Linked DNA regions of Danio rerio: region 1 is linked to region 2. Evidence: chromatin contacts called from public Hi-C data. All regions are on one chromosome and are shown on one strand. The core of a region is the stretch at or near the end of the contact, and the rest is flanking DNA. Distances in the headings are between cores, read along the strand shown.

Region 1 (6,821 bases), core at 1,782-4,281, 49 kb before region 2:
TGTTATAAGTACATATATTAATGTAATGTGATTTTTACGTTAAATTAATCTCACATTTTAAATTTATAGTGAATGACTGGAAAATAACTGAACATTAACTTAGAAACACACTTAAAAGAAAACGAGGCTGATATGAGCTACATTTTTAAATCGCAGGATATAAGGTGGAATCATTTTCAGTTTAATTCTCACTACTCTTGAGCACTTTTAGAGAGGCTAGTAACTAGTAAAGTTTTTGGCAAGTAATGGCAGTTTTACTTGGGTGTGATTTTGCAGTGCTCTTTACACCACTGCTGTATGCACAACACATCTAACCTTGAAGCAGATGAGCTACAGCACCGGGGCAGCACTCGGCATCTATTTGTGTTAGCAACATATTTACATATTTAGCAACATATTTACAATGTGGGGCGCAGTGCCTATCTTCATTCAATTCAGTTACAACAGCATGAGAGGGAAAAAAAGAGTCTCTCTATCTATTATGGTGATTTGTATTAGTTTGATGTAGTTTGTAAATTGTAATTTCACCTAAATACCAATCAAAATACATTGCCTAACACCCCTCCTAGGTCTGCAGAAAATGTATACAAACACCTGTCTGTGCTACGAAAAAGGTTGCAGATCCCTGGTTAGGGCTACTTGTATGTCACTGATGAAGAAGATAAGGAATGCTACTGTATGATGAAATCATGAAATGCCCTTAAACATTAGCTAAATGCACTACAGAATGTTCCTTTTACAAATTGCACAAATTTCATGTTTTCTATTAGCGGTGCATGAGCTTGGTTTGTAGCTCCAACTGCTGAACACTCTTATCTTGTTAGTTAGGGTTTAAAGAGCATTTACATATCACCACAGGTAGATTTTTGCCCCTATACCGAGATTTTGCTCCACCTGCTTAACGTATCAACCTGCTTTCTGTTGGCTTATTATAGGTACATATATTAATGTAATGTGATTTCACATTAAACTCATCTCACATTTTAAATTATTGATTGATTATTAAATAATTGAACTTTAATTTAGAAACACACTTTAATGGAAATAGTACTGATGTAAGCTACATTTTTAATTTGCAAGATAAAACATGAAATAATTTTCAGTGTAATTCTCACTACTCTTGAATACTTTTAGAGGCGCTATCTTTTGAGTAATTAGAAAAGGTGCTTTTACTTGTGTTTGATTTTTCAGTTCTCTTTACACCACTGCTGTATATACAACACATCAAACATTGAAGCAGATGAACACACCATTGTCACTTCATATGATCAATCTGCAACATTTCTTCTGGGACATATGGTTGCTTGGGCAAGCATTTACATAAGCAGCTTGTAAGCGAGTGGAGGTATTCTTAAAACATTTTGTATTAATAGTATTAGTATTAACCGAGCATCATTTATAAAACACAGACAACCTGAGTTGTTGATCATAACCATCCATTTATCATGCTAGTGAGTTTTTTTCAACATGACTGAGTTCGTAAGTTTATTATACCAAAATGTCCTCTACAGTCACCTAAAGTCAATCCAGTAGAGCACCTTTGGAATGTGTTGGAAAATTACAGAAAATCTGCTGTATGATGCTGTCATATTAATATGGGTAAAATATTTAATGAATGTTTTCAGCATCTTTCTTAATTTAAATAAAGACAGTACTAGCTAAATGTAAGTAATAGGGTGACCTAACGTCATCTTTTCCCCAGACATGTCCTCTATTTTAGGCTAAAAAAATGTGTTCAACCAGGATTTCTAAATCTCCACACATTTCTGAGATTCGGCTTTTGCCTTGTAAAATTGTCATTAATTGTATGGATCAGCTTTTACCTGTTCGTGGGTGCCAGGTGGTATATAGCTCCTGAGTAGTGTAAAAGTACTAAATAAAATAGTGGATTTTTGTTTATTTCTTCATTTCTTTTATATTTTAGTGTTTCTTTTTCAACAGGTTCGATGTCTTTAAGTTCAAAGCTGTTAAATACGTAAAAAAAAATTACAAATTAGTTTGTTGTATATTATTGGGGACCAAAAGTTGAATGGAAAGTTTGTTATTACTTTATGTATTTAAGTCGCTTAAATACAGTTTCATAATTTGTTTAAGTGCAAGTATTTTACAGCTCAAACAAGCAATTTAGTCTAGGAGTAACCTTAAGCCATGTCTGTAAAGCTTGGCTATAATATTTTATCCATTTTAGGATGATAACTGACCTTTCATCATACTAATAGCATCCTCGACTTGTGGTTTGAACAAGTTCACTCCCATCACTGTGGCCAAATTCTCAACACTCATCTTATTCACCTTTGAGTTTTGCTGGACCTCAAAAAGGAATCTGCAATAACAAACATGACCATACGTCATACGAGGCAGATGTTAATGTTATCAGTGCATTTTCTTTTTACATTTTTAGAATGATTCATACCTGCAGATGTAACTCAGGAGGTTGTAGTTCACTTTTGGCAGTAAACTAATTTGTTTCTCCAGCTTCTCTTTGCCCTTGGATTGATCAGATTAAATGCAGTTAGTCGTAAAATCAACACTCATCTGAAAGACAATGTTTTGTGAAGGTGATTCTCACAGCTGCGGTGGTGGCATCCAGCATCAGAGTGCTGTCAAGAAAGTCCTGATATTGAGTCCAGGGCACAACGGGTTCAGGAAGCTCTCTCAGGTACAGCTTGAGTAATGACGCCACCGTGTGGACATCAGTGTCACTGCATCCAAAAAGGTTTGAACGAACTTTTAATTTGATATTGATGTCTATGAACGTTGTTTTTTCAGTCTAAATATATGTTCATGTTTAGGATTGCAGTGGTTTGATATCTGATATGTGCGTGCGTTGAATGGCAAGATCTTTGTTAGTCAGGACAGGATGTGGCTCAGCCACAGTTCAATGCATAGAAGGTTCCTCTGAAACACTCTGCATTTGTATCTCCCTCTCAATCATTTTACCCAGCATTCGTTCTCTTGCTTTCACATGTCACTCTCTCTCTCCCTTGCTCAAATCTAGAACAAACTTTTTGGGTCAAACCCTTTACCTACACTACTTCCTCTTAAAAGCAGTCTGCATTGTGTTTCACCATAAATGGTCATGTAGTGTGTGGTTATCCACATAAAAGCCCCATTCTCATGCAAGCTTAAAAAAAAAAAAAATTTTTAAAAATAGAAGACTGTAAACACTGGCCATCTGACATAAAAAAAGAGGTGTGAAACATTTTAGAAGATGGTGATTGTTTCTTGATTTCTTGTTAGAAATTAATTTAATTATTTGTGTAATTTCCTCTTGACCAGGGAGGACTAATCCAACACAATTCAAAACAAATTAACTGTCAAATTTTTTAATACTATAACCAGATAAACAGTCATATCAATAAACTAATGGGGGAAAGAACAATGAAAGCATGTCAAGCTGAATGGGGCAAGAAAATGAAACAAGAAATCCATAACTGTAACAGCAGTGTACAAGACAATCATAATGTTTTATAACTGATCATTTTACATTAACTCTTCACTTTTGAGAATGATAATATGCATACTTCATATGCAGTATCAAGGTTTTTAAAATCAAATATATGCTTCCTATTGAACTTTCTCCTTATTAAAGAATCCAGACTATACAAAAATGAAAATAGTTTTCAACATTGATCGAAATCAGAAAACATGCAAAGTAGAAGAATCATGTGACATTGAAGACTGCAGTAATAAATATTTGAAGAGTTCAGATGCAAAAACATCTAAATGCCTTCTGAAATATGGCCTAAAATGACAACTTTTTTCAAGTTTATGTTCAGTTATTTCACCTGAAAGTCAATGAAAATAACTTGTTCGTCACTATAAAAGTAAAATTACTGAGCAACTGAGAAAAACTATAATTTTAGAAGAAAATATCAAATGGCTTTTAGAGGTTTTTGCATCTCTTCATTTATTGATGAAAAATGAATTCAAATTTTAAAATACTAAAATGGAAAATAGCTATTGAAAAGACTCAGACTCAACTTTATTATCACGTGTAGGGAAACTAAAACTGCAGCAAGGTGCTGTGACACAGACGAACTTCCATGTACACATTGATAAAATATTACCCCACAACATACAATAAATCACATTGTAGGTGCATCTCCCTCCCCCTGGACTCATTTAATGACCTAGTGGTCACTATTATAAAAGAATTTCTAACTCTATTTGTCCTACAAACTCTAAAATGACGTCCTGATGGCTAAAACACAGAGTACAAAGGGTGATCCAGGGTGCATAGGATACCCTGGGTTCTCTTTTAAACACCAGTATGGTAAATTACCGTTGGACCAGTTTGGTTAAAACCAATGATCTTCACTGCCACCTTCACCACGCTACTTAACCTGTTCTTGTTTAACACACTTAGATTACTGTACCAAGCTACAATGCAGAAAGATAAAACAGATTCAATTAATTGTTTCTGAAAAATGTCATCATAGAGGTACAAACCTGAAAAGATCCGAGTTTCCTCAGAAAAAAACAGTCTTTGTTGGACTTTTTATAAACAGCCTGAGTGTTAGGTTGAAATGTCAACATATTGTCAATAACAACCCCTAGATATATATGTGTGTCCACAATTTCAATGTCCAAGCCTTTAAGTTTTGTTATGTTGGGGGTAGGAGAAGCCTTCCTGTAATCTATCACCATGTCTTTTGTTTTATTTACATTCAACTGGAGAGAAAATCTATCACACCAGGAAGTAAATTCTTCTACAACAGGACCATGCCCCAAAATCCTGATCGCGGAGGAGACTCACAATCACCGAATCATCAGCATACTTTATGATATGACAGTTCCCGTACAGTATATACTCCGACAATCATTAATACACATGACGAACAGAAGAGGTGAGAGGCAACAACCTTGAGGGAACCCAGTAGAACAATACTGTAAGTTAGAAAGAGCACCATTGTCTCTGACACACTGCAAGCGTCTTACTAAAAAATCCAGAAACCATTCACAAACATTAAAATCCAAGTTAAAAAGAGAAATTAATTTCTCAACCAACAAATGTGGCTTCATAGTATTAAAAGCAGAAGAGAAATTAATAAACAACAATCTGGCATGGGTCTTAGACTTCACCAGATGATTAAACAGGTCATTTAACAGTGTAAGATTAGCATCTTCAACCCCCCTGCTCTGTCTGAATGCAAACTGCAATGAATTAAATTTGTCCTTTGACTGCAATAAAATCTCACCTTTAATAATTCTCTCGAAACACTTCATAACTAATGAGGTACGGGCAACAGGTCTGAAATCATTTGACTCCCGGGAAACTTACTTTTAGCTATAGGAACGATAACAGATTTCTTCCAAATTGTCATGTATAGATGTAATACTATTTAACAATATTTTTGATGAAATAAATGCAGCCATGGCAAGAGACATGAAAAATCTTACTGACCCAAACTGAACCCAAATAGTAGTGCAACATGGTAGTATCATGGTATTCTTTGAAGTACATTGTAAATGTCAGGATACATGACATTATATATTATAAATTATATATTATAAATTATATATATATATATATATATATATATATATATATATATATATATATATATATATATATATATATATATATATATATATATATATATATATATATTACTGGACAAGCAATACAGCAATATTTTGTTAATAAAATTCTAATTAGTTTTCTACACACATCTCTGAGTAATTTTGCACAAAGTCACCTAGACATGTGCAACTTTACCTGGGGAATGAGGGTCTTTCTCCAGCGTCAAAGGCTTCTCTGAACTGCTTCACCTGGTTGTCCTGTCCTGGCAGGCGGAAGATGCCCTCCTCAACCAGACCATGCTCTCTGATGAATTCAGCACACTTCTCTACCAGGATGGGCACCAGACGAGCCCCAAATTTTCTCTCATACACCATGATGTCTGAAAGGCTTTTCCCAAATACTTTGAAGAAAGAAAAAACCATTTTATTGCATTGCAGGCTTAGCCCTAAAAGGGGCAAAATTGATTTTGTTTATAAAAACTATAACGTTTTCTTTTAAAGTTAAGTGTTATCTAATCATGTGTATGCATATTTGTTTTAATAAATGTGTACATTATTCATAATATAGCTTTAAATGTTTGAATCTCAGGGAATACATAAACCCTTTTAGGGTTAAATCTATAAAAAGTCAAAACGTTGGTCCCAGACTAAAATAAAAGTCAGATTTTTTTATTTCAGACAAAAGAAACTTGCACAGACTGATCTTGCACGGACTGATCTACATACTACTCATTAAGTTTGTTTTGGATGGATACCAGTAATGTTTTTTCTAAGGAAAATTATTTTAAAAATGACTTAAGTGTCCTAACAGAACTATAGACTAATCCTGGCTTAGTCTAAGCCATGTTTGTGAAACCAGACTTTAGAGTATTACAACACAGCCAAGCTCTAGTTAACAAGAGCATATTTACATTAGGGATGCACAGATATGAGATAAGCACAAGATTTGGAAGATTTTAGCGCAAGATTTGGGCTAAAACCAGTAAACATTTTATTTGAAACTGATAACCGCTATATACTGTAGTCCGATAAAATATAATCATCTCTAAACCTAATTATGAAAGCAAAACTTGAACTGCAACAACTATATTTTTCTTTATTTTTTTTACAAAACCATTAACAAATTGCAATACAGATGTCCTATGTTTTTCATTGAAAAACTTGTATACTGCTGACATTGCGTTTTCTTCAAAAAAATCTTTTTTTAAATGCATGTTTGCTGGGTATAAAAATTTTATCATATGAAACACATCTAAATCGATTGAATAACCAGCGGAAATATCCCATCTTTTTAA
Region 2 (6,943 bases), core at 2,721-5,220:
TAAGACATATTGGATTAAGCACTTTTTTCTGGAGCAACTCCCTCTCTGTACTCTAGTATTTTTCACATGCTCAAAATCAAACTATACCTAAGGTCTATAAAAATATATAGCGATACATAATACAAACTAGATACATCCTGCTCAGCTCTATAACATGACCCTATAATTCATAATACAGTTATGAAAACTAATATGTCTGAAAGGGTTTGGATTTTTTTATATCTATAAAATATGCAAATATTAAGGAACAGCAATAAGTATATTTTTACTCAACTTAATTTTTTGTATCTAAATGATGATTTTATTCCCTCTAAACAATGAATTCTGGCCCAGTTGTTTATCCATTTTTTGACTAATTTGAGAAATATAAGACCAGGATGTCTCGTGAATAATCTCAACTAAATTCCTGTATTACAGCACAAAATCAAATATATGCCACACAACCTCCCTAGACAAATATTTACATAAGAATGGAGCAAACTAAAAGAGCAAGGTGACTTTCAGTGGAACAGCGTCACAGTATGCAGCAAATTATTTAATATCCAGTAGAAGAATTTGAATAGACCAAACTTGAACTCCAAGGAACAAATTTGGGATGAATTGTAATGACAATAGAGAAGCTGTTATAGCCACAAATGAACTATTAATGCCTGTGGTTTTGAAATTAAACATTAAATCAAGCACATATGGAAGATGTGTCCACATTTGCAGTTTCCTTCAGCTAAAATCAACTGAGACAAAGTGAGGCATGCTTTCTTGGTTTCATTACAATTGCATAGTGTACTATAATTTAATAAACCCAGCAGGGCTCTCTTGCCTCTTGGATGAATTCTTACAATGCTCGAACTCTCACAGCAACACAAACACAAATCTGTTTAGTACCTTGGGAAAATCCAACTCAAAAAACCTTTGTATGCAAAATGGTGTGACCCAACACGATCTCATGGCAATTCGTAACTTTTTGATTCAGTGGCTAATTTGTATGAATTCGTATGATCTCATTCCTGCAATTCAGTACGATTTGCTCATCCCCCAATGATGACAGAACTTAAACAAATTTGTACGAATTAGCCACTAAACCGACAAAACGTATAATGATTACCTTTCCTCGTGAGATCAGGCTGTGTGACCACACAATTTTCATTCATTCATTCATTCATTTTCGTTTCGGATAAGTCCTTTTACTAACACGGGGAGAACATGCAAACTCCACACAGAAATGCCAACTGACCCCAAACAATTGTTTTTTTTTTTAAAATAAGAATTAGTTTTTTTAATGCCACCGACAAATGTGTCCACACAACAGAATCCAGTAATTCATGTATTTTTTGTTTTACAGGGTTTGTGTACCATAAGAGGGTTTATACTTATGCATCGAGTAATCGGCGTGACCCGTGGCGGCTGCCTTGTGCGTAGCATGCATTTATATTTCTGTGTGCTGTTTGTGTTGCTCTCCAGTAACACTAAACAACTGAAACGCTAGCTGGCAGTAGGTTTAAATGTTCCTCTGTGCAGAGTTTCTTCATTAATGTTTTAATTTTTTCTGAACGCAACCTTAATGTACAAGTAGCTAAAACTCACTCATTCAGAGCCAGGAACCGGCGGACATGCAATGACTTTAATTATAAGATAAACACAAAACAAAAGTTTCCGTTTGGAGCTCCTTTTCAGGACTCAACACTTGTGAGTCCTGAAAAGTGTGTGTCTGCGTCGCCATCAGCCACAGTGAAGCCGCCTTTCCACTACACATGACATTTAGACACGACTGTCGGAATATGCCGTCTTGTGGCAATCACACACACAGAATTTTCAGTTTTGTTGTGCACCATGGGAGAGAAGCTGTTCTAACAGAGTCCTAAATAAGAGTGCAAAACGAACCTTTATTCTCTGTGTGTTCACCATGGTTGAGTGAATGAATACTAGAAACTCATAGACCGCTAAAAATATTGGAGGGAATGTGGAGACAACATAATAAATTTTTTTTACTCATTTATGGATAGAAAAGTTTTTTTAAACAGACTTTTTCTGATTAAAAACAACAACAACAACAACAACTAATATTTGTCATCTCACATACACAGACCTGCTTGGACAACAATAAAATACATTACATCCAGTCAGCCGATCATATATGGTCTATTCTTAGGAGTTTCAACAGATCCACAGCTCAATTCGGATCCGAATTTTCCACATACGGAAATGATCTGAACTCCACGCAGCTCCCGGCCTACTCTCCATTGGAAATTAATGACTTCCGGTCTGTCGCTTGTCGTGTGCAGTGAAAAAGAGGCTTAAGGGCTATGCGACTGCACGCAGGCTGCACCGGAGCATATGCGTGTGCTTGACAAAGAAGTATAAATCAGCCTTAAGGGTGATTAAATAATATTTTTGGAGGAAACACCTCTTTAACAAAGTCAAAACTGATTACATTACATTAAAATTGAGAGAATCTAACATTGACATTAGCCTTAAAAAAAGATTCTGATTTGTAATTTCTAATTTTAAAAACTTAATCCACAATGATAGAAATTCTATTATACTCTGATATATTTTAGAATTTAGAAGGACTGCAAGCCTAGATAAGCACCAAAATGTAATGCAAACTTTCAAGTAAATTTAAAAAGAAAAAAGACAGACACTAGGCAGCAAAATACAATCCATTTGCCTGACCACTGAATCTGATATGCGAACGAAGGCAGCACAAGGAGAAATTTGCATGACCAAGTCATTTGAAAATTATTCTATTTATCATTGTACAAACTTACACTACACTAGCAAGGTAAAACTATGTTTAAAATATATATTTTAATAAAATTCTTTGATTTTTCATCTGCATGTTGGTTGCCCTAAAGATATAAGTGGTTGTTGTGCTTATTTCTCTATTTTAAAGTAAATTATAAAAGAAACATAACATACACATGGAAGATTTTTGCTGAGCCACACAAATCGAAATGACCAAGGAAATTCTCAGAAATTATTGACCATGGATATTGACATATACAGAAAACTGTACGCAAGTACTAAGAATTCCTAAGATTATAGTGCTTTATCACATCTGACTGATGAAATATATCCTGAAATATTCAATACACTAAAAAACAAATCTGTAAAGATTCCACAAATACAAAACATTAACTGATTATTACAAGCCACTCGGATGAGTCTTCAAGTATGTGAAGTCAAAAAGAGTATTTATACACTGTGATGTTGAAAGGTCTGAGCTCATGCCTACAGGTCAAGCACTCCTGACACATGAATGTTGACTCACCCATCTGCCCACATCTCTCCCATTCTCCATATTTTCAACCTTTAGATCCAGACAGTGTAAGGATCAGTCCATGTACTCCAGAAGCCCCCAAACTCTGCTGAAAGCACAGCTCACAGGGAAGAGTTTTAACCTCGCTGCCCTCAACAGTACTAGGATTGTTCATGCCATTTAACTTCATTTTAGCAACTGCAAGGAATACAGTGTTAGGGTTTGTTTTGCTGGGACATACGGGCAGGAAACCTTCAAGTATTTGAGCAGGACAGGAAGAACATCAGCTCGTGACTCATGATGATGCTCAGACTCTCAACATGAGCTCTAATCTGCTTTATTATCCTCTCATATAATACAATCACTCAGCAAACCAACGACTTAAACGCTTGTATTTTCCTGTCGTGCCGTGACATGACAACAGATTCATAAACATGACGATCTATATAACCGCTTGTGTCTTTCCATGTATGACAGCATGTAGCTCATATGAAAGCTATAACAACATACATCTCTGTGCCTCATTCTGAAACGTTACCTTATCCTCCGAGTGTTGATGCTTCAGCTCTTTATCCGTCGCTCCTCGCTGTCGTAATTCTGTCATGGTGGGCTCGGTTTGGTGAAAATAGAGGCCTGGCGAAGAAGCAATCTTTGGGGGGTTGCTGTTCGTTTTCAATGATTGTTATTGGGACGGGAAAGGGAGATCGAGACTGCGCATGCGTGCAGAGAGAACGAGAGCGAGTGAACGAGCGCCACCAGTGGTGAGTAGCGTCAAAACAGGCAGATAGATGAGGATAGATGAGGATTGTTAATGAAAAATGAGAAGGAAGATTGTGGACATTAATTAATTAGATATTTCGAGAAAAACGGCTGTTTTTCTAAAGTGGAAATTTAATTAAATCATTATTGTAATTTGTTTCATTATTATGCATTTATTCATCATCATCATGTACTTGTTAATTAAGCTAAATTCTTAGACTATTGCTATTATGCTATCATGAGCTCTCAATTTATAACAATTAAAAATTAAGCCTACAATAAGATTATAATTTTATATTAAATGATTTGACTGTCATTATTCAACCATGGTATTTTTATTGTAATAAATACTGACACATTGTATATACTGAGAGAGACAGAGAGAGAGGGAGAGAGAGAGAAAGAGATAACAGTTTACCTTAGTAGTGGGTTAAGATGCTTCCATTCAACTATTTTTAGCAAAAAATAAAATAAAATGAATTGTTTTCATTGTTATATTTAAAATATAACAACATATATTGAATAGATATACTAACATGCTATTGCTAATAACAAATCTTACAATTTAATCTGCACTTTCTTGAAAAATGTGAACTGATCCTAATATTAATTCCTTACATTTTATAAAGCGCTCCTATAAAAAAAAATCTCATCCACCACCATTGTGTAGGATCCATGTGCATGTGACGACAGCCATATTGCGCCAAACCGCACACCACACAGCAGCTGTTTGGTGGAAAGCAGACTAGGATGACATGGGGATGGTTAGAGGGCCATGATGGACAGAGGCCAGTGGGGAAATTCGGCCCTTACTCTTTTTTTTCTAAGGACTTCACTGAGCAGTATAGAGTCCCCATAGATATTTACATTGGATGTCCCATACGCTGTTGTTGTCTATTGGAAGGAATGCGTCAATAGAGCCGCCTTTTAAGTACAGGATAGCACTTCTTTGAAATGAATGTGAAATCAGGGTGCAGTGGAGGACTGGCCATCCAGAGCCAGAGATATATACACATATTTACATATAATCTATGATTGAGGGTTTCCGAGAGGGGTCAGGATACAGACCTGGTGCAGTGTAATCTGAGCTGCATCCAATGCTTTTTAATTGGCTCAGTTTACCCCACCCCTCAAAGTAATGCCACTAGCTCCATTAAAGTGCATTGTATCTGACATTGCATCGCTGAGTGATGCAATCTCAGCTTGCATCATAAAGACTGCATCCAGATACTATTACCCAGTGGTCAGTATATGCAATTTTTTTTAAATGACAAAATTTATCATTTTACATCCCTTTTCTGCATCGATGGATAAGTAACTGCACGGGCATTGCCGACAAAGAGCATGTGTTTGTGTGCATGGAAATGTATTTTAAGGATATATAAAAAAGGAAGCAATTCATTTGTGAATGAATTTCTGTTATGAACGGCTCATTCACTTAGCCGACAATAATACAAGTTTCTAGCACTGCAGCATATTGTTTTCATATTTCATTTACATTGCTAGCTAAATTTTATTCAACAAAATTAGCATACGCCTGATATTTAGTGCAAGTTGGTGCTACTTTGCCGTATGGTCAGTGCAGTAAGTGACCGTATTATCATCAATACTTATTTAGCACAAAAGTTTGTAACACAAAATTGTAAAAAACTAAATCTTACCAATGAAATGTTCAGCCTTCGCGCTTTGTTTTCTTTGTTTGCTCGTTACTAGACCCGTATACAGCGCAAAAGTCCAGCATCTTCACATTGGCTTTAGTCTTAGTGCAGTTGAATGACATTTGTCCTGGAAGAACTTAAATGTGGCAGTACTATTGACGCAAGCAATATCTAGTCTATATATCTATGTAGAGTCCCCATCAATACACTGGGGTGTTAGGACCCACAGAGACCACAGGTTGAGCCCCTCCTGCTGGTCTCACTAACACCATTTCCAGCATCAACTAGCTTTCCCATGAGGTCTCCCATCCAGGTACTGACCATACGCAGCCCTGCTTGGCTTTAGTGGGCAACCATGTGAGAGATCTAGAACTAGCTTCTGGCAAGTGTTGATGGGATGGTCCATTCAGAAATGGAGATTTGCTGTTCATTTACTCATTCTCAGGTCATTAGAGGTGAGTATTTTCAACAGAACATTAAAGAATATTTTTTAGCTGAAGACCGTGGTGATATGATGATACATTCTAGCAAGTATTGTTGAAAAATGGCACATCTTAAATGGTCTAAATTACAGCAGATTGGTCATTTAAGGGAAGCACCTCAAAGGGGTTTGTTTTTTTATTTATGTTAAACAGATGATTTTACAACAGTAATTGACTTTCAGTATTATATACATCTTCTTTTGTGATCAAAAGAATTTCATAAAAGTTTGAAACCACTTTGTGTAAGTAAATAGTAAGTAAATTGTCATTTTTAGGGTGAAATATCCCTTTAATGCCATTTAAAGCACCTCACGTGATCTAATGAAATTGGCCAAATCTTGGCCTCATCTTAAGTAAACTAAAATCATCTGGGCCTATAAAAGTTTTAACATTCAAACATTTAATTTCTGTTGATTTGAAATTGTTTTAAGCGTCAAATTGTTTGATTACGTGTACAGGGCGTTTCTGTTGACTTTCTCCTATACCAGTTACACATAAACAGATTAAACACCGCCATCTTCCGGACGTACATGTAAACATCATCCATATGATCCTACCTGCGTGTCTACGATTTAAGTAGCAAAATTTCAGGATTTCAGTCGCTCCTTTAAACATAAACAAAGTTACAAGCCACGAGCATCTTTTGTTTCTAACATATTAAAAAATGGCCTTTAAATATACTTCATTTAAACCTTTAAAAATAGGTCGTGGTGGCCGTAGGTGCAGGCCTTTTGAGTTAGACCAACTAAGCTTTTTGAAACATTTTTGAATAAAGTCATGTGCACCCA

What was found. Hi-C and Micro-C count contacts between places; a contact is called where the count stands out from the background.
Region 1: a contact with region 2 is called in a Hi-C map of hematopoietic stem cells, with 2.5 times the contacts expected there. The contact joins the enhancer-like site here to the promoter of cds2 in region 2. A contact is called at or near these places in 3 of 18 Hi-C or Micro-C datasets (caudal fin, hematopoietic stem cells and an unstated tissue).

Annotation. Positions count from the first base shown.
Region 1 is chr5:21,920,436-21,927,256 of GRCz12tu, reverse strand. It overlaps arhgap25 (Rho GTPase activating protein 25), which reads right to left. Exons shown (of 10, transcript NM_001126404.1): 4 at 5,723-5,927; 5 at 2,570-2,702; 6 at 2,414-2,478; 7 at 2,202-2,323. Among named protein-coding and RNA genes, the nearest start is that of arhgap25, 12 kb to the right of the region's middle. Within about 2 kb of position 3,031, at least 15 of the 62 cell types and tissues checked have an H3K27ac peak or open chromatin away from gene starts, as enhancers often do.
Region 2 is chr5:21,872,311-21,879,253 of GRCz12tu, reverse strand. It overlaps cds2 (CDP-diacylglycerol synthase (phosphatidate cytidylyltransferase) 2), which reads right to left and starts at 3,970. Exons shown (of 13, transcript NM_201186.1): 1 at 3,795-3,970. The coding sequence starts at 3,860.